Regions from separate parts of the Mus musculus genome. Here region 1 is linked to region 2. A link is a contact called in public HiChIP or PLAC-seq data. All regions are on one chromosome and are shown on one strand. Each heading gives the region's core, a stretch centred on a gene start, on an enhancer-like site or on the middle of the called end of the contact. The rest is flanking DNA. Distances are from core to core; before and after follow the strand shown.

Region 1 (5,408 bases), core at 1,916-4,415, 1.2 Mb after region 2:
TCACGGTTTCCTCTGCTGAGGGCTAGACAACAGACTGGGAAACTTCCCGATTTATTTCAGTAAGCTCGAAGCCAGCCCCTCCCTTCCTCCTGGTTTGTAGTTGTTTGTTTGAACTTGAGACTTCCTGAAGCCTGGAAGGTGTTTCTGCCTGGAGCAGCTCCCGGACAGTTGCGGCTCTTGTCCACACAGCCCCTGTCTAAGGAAGGAAGCAAGCAGGACTAGCGCACAGATGGGCGGGCTCAGCCATTCTCACTTGGTCTCCAGCAGCGGAGGCATCCTGCAGCCTCGGCCTCCATCTGTGAGGAGAGCAGCAGGTGTGGAGCCTCTGGCTTGGGGACTGAAGGGGAGGCTGGGAACCCAGGAGGCCATTTGACCCCGTTCTTTCTCATGACTTGGTAAAATTCAAGGTCACCGGGGACGTCAGCACCTGTTTCTCGTGACAGCTCAGGACCCAGGTGTGTCCTGCAGGTGGCTGGTGCCTCCACAGTTTCTGACTGCCCTAGTGAAGAAGGCCTGTAGGCCTCGGGAACCTCAGGGCTCTTTGGGCTGACACCTGAACTGGTCCTGAGGCATCACTGGGCCTCTGCATTCAACCGTCAGGAAGGCAACGCAATGGCAGAAAAGGGTGCGTCCCGGGGGGCCGGGCGGCGGTTCTGGTCACTATCAAGGAAGCGTCGGGGAGCACCAGGGCGCCACAAGCCAGGTGAGTCAGGAGAAATGACACCTCTCTGGGGACTTTGGACTTAGTGTCCCTTTTCAAGAACTTTCTTGTGATGATTCAACATTTCAAAATATTTTGAGTGGTACTTGCAGGACCCTTAAAAAATGTCTTATGACCTGCTAGACATCCTGGCTCAAAGCAAAGATGGTCTGGGTGTGGAGTCTGGCTTTATCTGAATTTCCTTTGTCTTCTGGTCTGAGAGCCTGGCTCAGAAGAAGCTATGGTGGTGGGAGTCCTGGGCAGACATGGCCACGATGCACTCCCTGTCTGAAAGGTCAGTGGGGCTTGCTCCCAGGTTGAACAGTCCATCCAGGCCCCCAGCAGCCTGTTGTCACGATGGCTATAGCCCACCCCCACCCCACTCCCAGTTCAGATTCTCTTTGGGGCAGCACACTTGCTCAGCCAGTTTAAATTCCCAATCTCAGACTAATGTGTTACAAATTAACATCCAGAGAAGTGGGGCCGTTCCAGTTGCTGGAGCTAGAGCCAGAGCTGTGCCTTGAGGCTGAGTTCTGGTCCTGGCAGGGAACACAAGACTCTTTTCCCCCAGGAGCTTGGGGACACAGATGTTACCAGGGAATTCAGGGCTGCAGTGATCTCTGACAGTAGGCTCACGTAGCATCCTTAGGGTGTCAGCTATAATTCCACTGTATCCCACTGTGGACATAAAGGACCAGCGCCTCCTGGTGTCCATCTTAGATTTGCACGCACTTGGGAAGGACAGGCAGTCCACTAGGAGCTAGCCTGTTAGCATCACAGGCTGCAAAGGAGGGGCAGCCATCTGGAGGTCCATGATCTAAAGTTCATCCTATCTTCTACCCCAGGAGTCAGCTCCTGAGAGTACTTCATAAACCAGCATGGGCACAGCAGGGTAGAAACGGGCCCTTGCCCTCCCATGTGGTATGGAAAGTATCCCTAACACGGTGGGCCAGGCCAAGTCCTGCTAGATTGGCACAGATAACCTGGGTTGAGGTACCAGGTCCCTAGTCACCTTATCAAACCCTCTGACATCTGCCCAGCACAGTGACAGGGAAGAGCAGGACTGGGTGTGACAGAGGCCAAGCTAGTCCTGGCACCTGCTCAGTGCAACCCAGGGTGCTCAATGCCCTCTTACCAGAAACCCCTCACCTGGATGTGAGGAGATTCTCCAAACACCCCCTCACAATATGGGGTATTCTGGGCCACACTTGAGATTACTCAAATGTCACTCGCTATTCCTGGGCCACCAGCACCATCTGCCTGGTTTGGCTGTTGAGGGTGCTGATATTGATTTTGGGGTGCCCTCCTGGCTCTGCCTCCCTATCCGTGTCTCAGTGGAGTCTGTCTGATGAGCTCCATCCCAGTGCAAGCGCATCTCAGACAGGTGCAGCTCAGTGCAGCCAGATGGCTCTGGCAGGTGCAGCTGGCAGCAGGTACGGCTGGTTGCAGGGGCAGCTCACTGTGTACAGCTCACTATGTGCAGCTCACTGTGTGCAGCTCACTGTGCACGGCTCACTGTGGGCAGCTCCAGTCTACAGCAGTTCACACAACCAATAGCTTGCTTGTTCATGCTGAGCACCTGCGTGGGCAGTAAACCCTGGAGTCCATTTTCCATGTGACATGGCTTTTTGAACACGGAGCGTTTCTAAGGGCTTGCAGCCATCTGCTTATGCATCGTCAGAGGTGAAGTCATGGCTAGTGCTGTGGACAGAGTTAGAGTTACGAGAAAGGGCAGGTGATGGGGATGCCGTGTCGTGAACAATGGGTGAAGACAGGGTGAGGGGAGAGTTGTCTGGACTGGCGAGGGAGCTGGGCAGAGCTGCTCTTTCCATCACAGAAGTCCGTGGGGCACTATTGACTAGAGATTAGTAGAGCATTTCACTTGCATGTGGCAACCTTGGACTGTGGTAGCAGACTTGATGAGATTCTAAACTGGAAGAGCAAGGCCCAAAGAGGGGCCAGAGACACAGGTGCCCACCTCAGCAGCATGGCTGCCAAGAGTCTGCCTGTGCTGAGAGCATGGGAGGGAGGCTCTGCCAGCCACCCCTATTAAAGCACTGCGGGGAACCCTCTTTAGTTGACACTTCTTGATGAACATGGAACAGCTAAGACTCCTTAAGCGCCATACAATGGAGCGGGCACAGGGGCAGTGTGGAGCCCTGGGACCGGACACCACAGCGTTGGTTTAGGAGAAAAGTTCTACTTGCCTTTTGATGCTGACTAGATTCCTCCCCTGGGTGTGGCACTGCCCTTCACAAGCTCAGTAAGTCAGGGTGAGGCCCCAGTTGTACACTCCACTCCCTAAAGCCCCCATGCTGGGCTGCAGTGGTGGCCAGGAGCCCCACCCAGGGCAGACAACCTGACAGTTAAACATTACCCGTCACCTGAGTGCTGATCTGGACACTGTGGGTTCTTGGGATCTGTGACATCTCATGGCCTGGGTGGGTGTGGCCTTTTGCAGTTCCTCAGCGCTGCTAGGCCCTATCCTTACCACGCCCTGCACACACATCCATCCATTGTGAACTGGTCTCTACACCGCAGTGCACAGACCCTCAGGCACTGCTGCTGTTTCCACTGGGCAGAGCGTTTGACAAAACTCAGGTTCAAGTAGTGCATGAGTCAGCGCCAGCCTTCCCACACCTTTTCTCTGTGGTAAGTGATGGTGTGGGGAAAAGTGTGGCTGAAGGTTATAATTTCCTGATAAGCCAGAAGTGGAGTGCCGTCAGTTTATCCAGAAGTCCTGGCCATCAGCCTTCATGAAGACACTGGAAAGCAGAGCTCAATAGCACAGTGGTGGGCGTCCCCTCTGAGAGCCTGTCTTATTAGGAATCCAGACAGCCTCTCTGTTAAAACATGTTTGAGGTTGGCACAGAGAGTTTTCAACAGAGCCAGAACTAATTAAAAGGAGATGATAAAGGCCCATGAAGATGGTTCAGCTGTGTAAGTGTGAAGACCAGCGTGTGGATTTCCAGAACCCATATAAAAGCTAGGCAGGCATGGTGGAGATCAACGGGAGAAAGGGCTTCATGTCCACTTGTGGCCTCTGAGTGCTCCTGCAAGCACACAGGAGCACGTGCACACATGCACACGATAAAAAATTTTTGGGGCATGTGGGTTCCGGTGATCACTTGTTAGAGCTTCTGGGTAGCAGAGCTCAAGGTGGGAAGTGGTGCATAGGAGACCTGTTCTGTAAAGGATTTGGGGAGAATCCTTCTCTTCACACATTTGTTAGGATTCTCAGTAGATACCATGTTTGGATTTTTTTTTCTTTCTTTAAGAAAATCAGCACTCCTAGTTAGATGTTCCACGGCAGCCGGCTAGAAATACTAAAACCTGGGTGTTCAGTAGGATTCCACCCTGGGTCCCGCTGTGGTTACAGTGTTGCTGTCCAGGAAAGCCCCACTGCAGGCTAGGACCACACATGTCCAGCTCGTTGCTGTGACACAGTTGACCCCTGTGCCAGATGCACAGGCCACTGGGCTGAAGTTCTTCCTGGCTCAGCCCAGGACTCAACCATGTTTGTAGAAGACAGACATATTATTGAAAGTGGGACTATCCAATGTGAGGCTAGACCACTAGTATGATGGTCCTACCCATGGCTAGTCAAAGCAGGAACATCCTGTATGAGGCTAGACCACTGGTGTGACAGTCCTGCCCATAGGCATTTATAGCCACACTCCTGGCATCCAAGCTTCAGAAGTTCGAGCCTGCAGAAGGGCGTGGCCATCCTGCTCTAACTCTAAAGCAAGCTTGCAGAGGGGTGGGAGGTGGGAGGAGCCTCCCGTTTGATTTATAGTGCTTTTGTTCACAGGGGAAACACTGGTGAGAGACATTTCCTTGTGGTGCTCCTAGAACTTGTTTGTAAGAAGCCGTTTCCTGCTCTGAGGAAATCTGGGGATTGTTATCATTTTTAAAATTTCAGGCAGCTCGGTTGCAGGTAGTAATTTTGTGACAACTAGATATGGTTGCTGTCGGTTTAGCCAGAGCTGGGAAGGACCTCCTGACCAGCTCCTAACTTCCCTGGCCACTGGCCACCACTTGGCCTAGAGTGAAACCAATGCCAGGCTAGAGAGACCCAGAGACCCCATCCCAGCTGCGCTAGGGTCCTCGCAGGCTCTCTTTGGGGCCTCTGGGATCTCAGTCTCTGTGGGGATGGTCCCTATGTGTTATCTTGGGACGGGGTGCCTGTGGAGTCTCTGCTCTTGAGGAATGTGGAAATAACAACTCACACCTACCCGGGCCCTACTACCTGCCCACAGCGTGAATTTGCTCACCTTGGGGAAACGGTGTCCTTGACATCTGAGTGGTGGTGGCTGCCAGTCACTAGATTTGAACTCTCTAGGTAGTGGGGACCTCGCTGTGTTCTGATGGTTGGGCTCAGGAGTTCATCCTTGCCTGGATCCCTGGGCAGAGAGGTTAGTTTTCCGACTGCCCCTCCATCCACTGAAGCTTCATCTACTTCTTTGTGTCCTGACCCTGTACGAGTAGATTGGCTGTGTGAGCATGTGCCCTGGTACCAGTGCTGTCTGCATGCTGGATGGGGGCTACTCTTTGTATGCCAGGCCTCAGACAGACAGACAGACAGACAGACACACACACACACACACACACACACACACACACACACCTCTGTCTGTTCCTTTCCTGTAAGGAACGAGGCCCAAGCTGACGCTGCATCGTCTTCTTTGGACCAGGAGCCCTCTCACCT
Region 2 (5,360 bases), core at 374-2,873:
TTTTTTGGTTGGATGACAGTGATGACTGTTCCTGGATGCATAAAGCCCATGGACTGTGGGTTAGAGACTCGCACAACATTAGAGACCAACATTTTGAAGGCTGCAAGTTTTCATGAGATGAATGTGTGTGTGTGTGTGTATGTGTGTGTGTGTGTGTGTGTGTTTAAAAGGGTCTCACTGTGTAGCTGTAACTGGCTGTTCTGGAATTCACTATATAGACCAGACCAGCCTCAAACTCAGAGATCCACCTGCCTTTGCCTCCCATATGCTGAGATTTAAAATATATTTTTTAAATCCTTCTTGGTCAGGATTTTCTATAACTTGCTTCTAAAGAAACCCTGAGTAACAGGAAAAACAAAAACCGAACAACTTTTGTTCAGAATTTGTAATTCTGCTGATGTCAGCTCAAAAGGAGTCTGAAAGGAGCGCAGGCTCAGTCCAGGCCCAGCACCCCTCCTGCGGCTTCTCCATCCTGTGTCTTCAGAGTTAAAGGCTCTTTGTCTTTTATGCACAAAACCACATACTCATTGTCAAACTTCATTAGCAAGAAGCAGAATTACAGAAGCCAAAAAGCAAGGTTAGTGCGTTTAAGGCCTTTCCTGGAAGCACGGACCAGGTGAATGGGTTAGGTTTTTGTTCCTGCTTTGGCAGATGCTGGGAGCCTATGGGTTTGAAGGACAAAATGACCCCTCTAACATGATCAGCTGTGCTAAGGTCTGGGAGTCTGTTACAGTGTGGGCAAAAAATGCCCAGGAATTGGGGCCAGAACCACACACATACCTCAGACGGCAGGTCTGGCTGCAGCCCTGATTCACCTGGCAACTTGAAGAACTCTGCAGGACACATGGAATCAAATCTAACCAGGCTCTCCTGCAGTTGCCTTACTATACGCTCAGCTGTGTCAGCTCTGCCCGGGCTAGAGCCTGTATTCCCCGCATCCTCTTGTGGCACTGAGATACCGAGAGCATTGCAGAGGGGACAGCTGCCTGCTAGAGCCCACTAAAACCTACCACGGAAGCAGCGGAGCCTGGAGAGAAGCTGGGCTGCTTTTCTCCACATGCCCCAGGATGGGGAGAAGGACAGGCTTACAGTAGGATGCGCGTGTGCGTCCTGGTGTGCTTCTTGTGTGTGTGGCCCCGTGGATTGGGGCTGCTTGGGTGTGAAGAGGGTGAAGGGACACTTGGAGGTGGGAGTGTGCAGAGATGGACAGAGAAGTCCGACTTGGGTGTCTTTCACTAGGCATAGGACTCCTGCTGTCTCCGAAGCACAGACAGACCCGGAGAGCCGGTGTGCTGCTGGCGCCCTCTGCTGTCAGACCTTCCATTCTACACCCCTAGTTCCAGAGATAGGAAATTCACTCAAGTCGAGAAAACTCTGGGGTTTGGAGGGAGTTAAATATTAGCGAGAAAGAGGATTTCTACATCAATGAACAGTAGAACTGGGGGAGCCATGTGTATACACAGTTCATTATCATCCCCCAACCTGCCGAGATTATATTTCTGGTACTACCGTTAAGGAACTGTGGCCCTGAGGCAGAGACAAGCCTCACTTTTAGAGATGCCTAGCATTCTAGTCTGGGCTTCATCCAGCCCTGAACACTTGGTATCTCATTGGTTACACATTGGCCAAGGTCAGTCTGCCTCTGTCCTGTCCTAAAGCGGCCTTTCCACAGAGCTGTTCCTTGAGGGCAGAGGAGCAGGCAGCACACGCGCACTCGCGCACTCGCGCATACACACACACACACACACACACACATACCTCTAGTTTCCCCAAGTTATGTTTCAGAGGCAAAGGCAGGATCACGTCTGTCTATCCTTCATGCGGTTGTTCCCAAGGAAGATGAGGAGGGTGAAGATGAAGCCACGCCTTGTTTGGAGAAGGCTGATTAACCACAGCCTGGGTGAGACAAGAGGAACAGTGTCTTATGTTCCTTGCCTTGTTGCTGTGACAAGATACTTGACAAGAAGCAATTTAGAGAAGGATGGTTTATTCTAGCTCACAGCTCTTAAGATCTAGTCCTTCGAGGCAGCTGGTTCTGTTGTGTGCGGGTTCAGAGGCAGAGAGCAAAGAGTGGGAGTGCTAAACTCACTCTCTGAGGTTTGATTCAGTCAAAGCCCCTCGAGCCAATGGTGTGGTACCATCCACATTTAGGGTCTTCCTGCATCCACCCAGTCTAGAAACTGTCCTAGGCAAGCCCAAAGGTTTGTCCTCTTAGGTGATTTTAGCTGTAGCTCGGCAAGTGCAACCATCACAAATGGCTTGGTCCTTGTGTTAAAGTCCACTTGGAGTGAAGGAGGAAGAGAGCAGGAAGCGCCATGCAGGGACTGGAGCCAAGTGGGTGTGACAAAGCCACAGACCAGATCGAGATGTCCCCACCTGTCTAGGTCCTGTGTGTGTGTCAGAAGCTCCCCGGACCCATGTGGCATGGCACCTGGCAGATCTGGACATACCGTTTCCAGAACATGGGATCTGACGTGTTGGGCACCCACACTGCAGGGATTTGAGCAAGGCAGGTGCAGGAAGGACTCTGACTGTCCCTGCAGCAGGTGACAAGGCTCTCATGGGAGAGCTGCCTTTCCTAAAGGCAGAGGAAGGAATGCCGTGTCTCCCAGGATCCTTAGCTCAGCCCTGGTTTTAACTGGTCACACATGCCCACAGCAGCCCACAGCATGGGGGCTCTGGTTCTTAAGATGGCCTCCACACCACCTAACACTTAACAGTAAATGGGACCCACAGTAAGTGGAGGCGCATCCACGCATGTCTGTGTTCTTTGTTCCAGGGGCCCCGGCGGGAGTCTTACCTGGGGAGAAGGTTGGCTTTCTCCCTGGCAGCACCCTGTGTGATTTCCAGGAATGAGTCTCCCACCACATTCGTGGCAGCTCCAGGCTGTGTCCTCTGATAATGACATCACAGACAACCCGGGCCCTCTTTGTGGTGTGGCAGAATGTATTCTTTTAATTCAAAACAATGTATATGCATATGGGGTTTTGCCTGCCTGCATGGCTGTGTGTGGCTGTGCACGGCTGGTGTCCTTGAAGTCCAGAGGAGGGCATCAGATCCCCTGGAACTGGAACTGTATACCTTTGTGACCTATCACATAGGTGCTGGGAATCGAACCCAGGTCCTCTGTTAGAGCAAAAACAAAGCTCTTAACCACTGAGCCATCTCTCCAGCCCCAATTATTTTTCTGAAAGTTATATTTACCTTTAAGAAAGACTTTATTCTTTGTGAATGTCATGTTCTGTGTTTTGATCATTTTTACTCCCACTAACTCTCCCAAACTCATCACGGGTCTACCCTGCTCTCCTACACCCCCCAGGTGGGATTTCTGTGTATTTACACACATGTCTTCCTCAAATGTGTGTTGTTGGCAAAGGAGAAGTGGCCCAAAGCCCTAACCAGGAAGCTCTTTGCAATTGATACTGAGATGCAATTGCAGCTCAGTAGAGAGGAGAAAACTCATTTTCCTCCAGTGGAGTGACACTTTTATATGCACCATGCATCAGGGAAGGCCCCATGCTCAGGAGTACTTGGCCACCACTCAAAGGACTTAACGTGTTTGTTGTTATTATTGTTATGGTTTTATGGGTTTTCTCTTTTGATTTTGAGGGTTTTTTTTTTTTTCTAGATGAAGTAAGGAGAAAAAACCATGATGTTGGGTAGATATGGAGGTGGGGAGGGATGTGGGAGGACTTGGGGCGGGGAAAGTGCGATCAAAAATATACTGTCTAAAAAGTTTTAAAATAATAAAAAATGTAATAAAAATAAACAGAATGTGTTGCTTTCATTGAGTGGTTAACATGTTTGCTGGTGAAGTCTCTGTGCCCCGTCCCTCTTCCCATCCCCACTATTTTTTTTAAAGATTTATTTATTTATTTTGTTTTTTTGAGACAGGGTTTCTCTGTATAGCCCTGGCTGTCCTGGAACTCACTTTGTAGACCAGACTGGCCTTGAACTCAAAAATCTGCCTGTCTCTGCCTCCTGAGTGCTAGGATTAAAAGTATGCGCCACCACACCCGGCCTTAAAGATTTATTTACTTATTATATGTAAGTACACTGTAGCTGTCTTCAGACACTCCAGAAGAAGGCATCAGATCTCATTACGGATGGCTGTGTGAGCCACCATGTGGTTGATGGGATTTGAACTCAGGACCTTTGGAAGAGCAGTCAGTGCTCTTAACCACTGAGCCATCTCTCCAGCCCCTCCCCACTATGGTTTTTAACTCACTTTTACACTTTTAGAGGACTTGCATGGGTGTGCAGATTGAATTATAGTGGAACTGACCAAGCATCCAGGCCTCTTTCTGAGAACAGGCTCTGTGGCGACTGCCCTGCCCATGGCATGTGGCAGGGAGATAGGACATCCAAGCATGTTAAAGAGAAGGAGCAAGGCTGGGGTGCAGCTTCTCGGTAGAGTGCTGCTCCAATGTGCTAAGTGGGTTTGCTCTCCAGCATCACAGAGACTGGGTTGCAATCCCAGCATTCAAGAGCTGATGAGCAGGAGGGTCAGAAACTCAGGGCCATCCTCAGAGAGAACTGTGGTCAGCCTCAGGGCAGCTAGAGACCCTGCCTTAAAAACAACAAGAAGACAAACTGAGGTGTGTCTGCTACTTTTCTCATTCCTGTGATAAAAGCATGTGAAGCAAGGGTATATTTGGGCTCGGTGTTTACAAGTGGGTTCATGACATCATGGAGGGAGGGCCTGGCAGCAAGAGCGTGGAGCAGCTGCACCACACACAGTCAGTCGGGACCAGAGAGGCGTGGCATTTGTTCCTCCAGCCTCTTCCTTGTTCAAAGGAGGAAGCCAAGGGGATGGTGCCGCCCACATTCCCACATTCTCAGAGGTCTTCCTTCAACTATGCCTCTCTGAAAACACCCTCAGATACATCCAGAAGTTTGTCTCATAGAATGCTCTAAATCATAAGCTGACAGTGGAGGTGAACCATCCAAGAAAGGGTGCGGGTCACCCCAGTATCTCCTGGGTTAGGAGGAAAGAGAACCACAGAAGTGTGAAGCAAGCAGGGCTAAAGTTGAGTCCTACTACCGAACCTCAAATGGGAAGAGAAAAAAAAAAAACAATTACAAGTCCATTCTTGGGAATAGAAGCATGTTGGCAGTGTTTCTGGTGAGAAGCTGGGGTCCTTCTCTCACTGACCTGTCTATAGGGCATTTGAAATAGGGAGAGTGGCACCCCTTGGAGTATAAGCCCCCAGAACACTGCTTTGAGAAGAAGAATAGCTTTTGTAGAGTGGTGCCAATATAATCTTGTTTAATGATGGTGCACATTGGTGGTTGTCATTATAATGCCCAAAGACCAAATTCAACCTGCTGCCTGTTCTTGTAAATAAAGTTTTATTAGA

What was found. HiChIP or PLAC-seq counts read pairs in DNA pulled down with a chosen protein or histone mark.
Region 1: a contact with region 2 is called in an H3K27ac HiChIP or PLAC-seq map of embryonic stem cells, with 4 times the contacts expected there. The contact joins two enhancer-like sites. A contact is called at or near these places in 2 of 115 datasets of contacts at active chromatin or transcription factors (astrocytes and embryonic stem cells) and 1 of 9 other capture datasets (embryonic stem cells).

Annotation. Positions count from the first base shown.
Region 1 is chr8:12,926,031-12,931,438 of GRCm38.p6, forward strand. The region is part of intron 1 of Mcf2l (mcf.2 transforming sequence-like); the gene reads left to right. Among named protein-coding and RNA genes, the nearest start is that of Mcf2l, 13 kb to the left of the region's middle. Within about 2 kb of position 3,166, at least 21 of the 459 cell types and tissues checked have an H3K27ac peak or open chromatin away from gene starts, as enhancers often do. A contact at or near this core is called in embryonic stem cells, where this site is marked.
Region 2 is chr8:11,699,233-11,704,592 of GRCm38.p6, forward strand. No RefSeq gene overlaps it. Among named protein-coding and RNA genes, the nearest start is that of 1700128E19Rik, 14 kb to the right of the region's middle. Within about 2 kb of position 1,624, at least 32 of the 459 cell types and tissues checked have an H3K27ac peak or open chromatin away from gene starts, as enhancers often do. A contact at or near this core is called in embryonic stem cells, where this site is marked.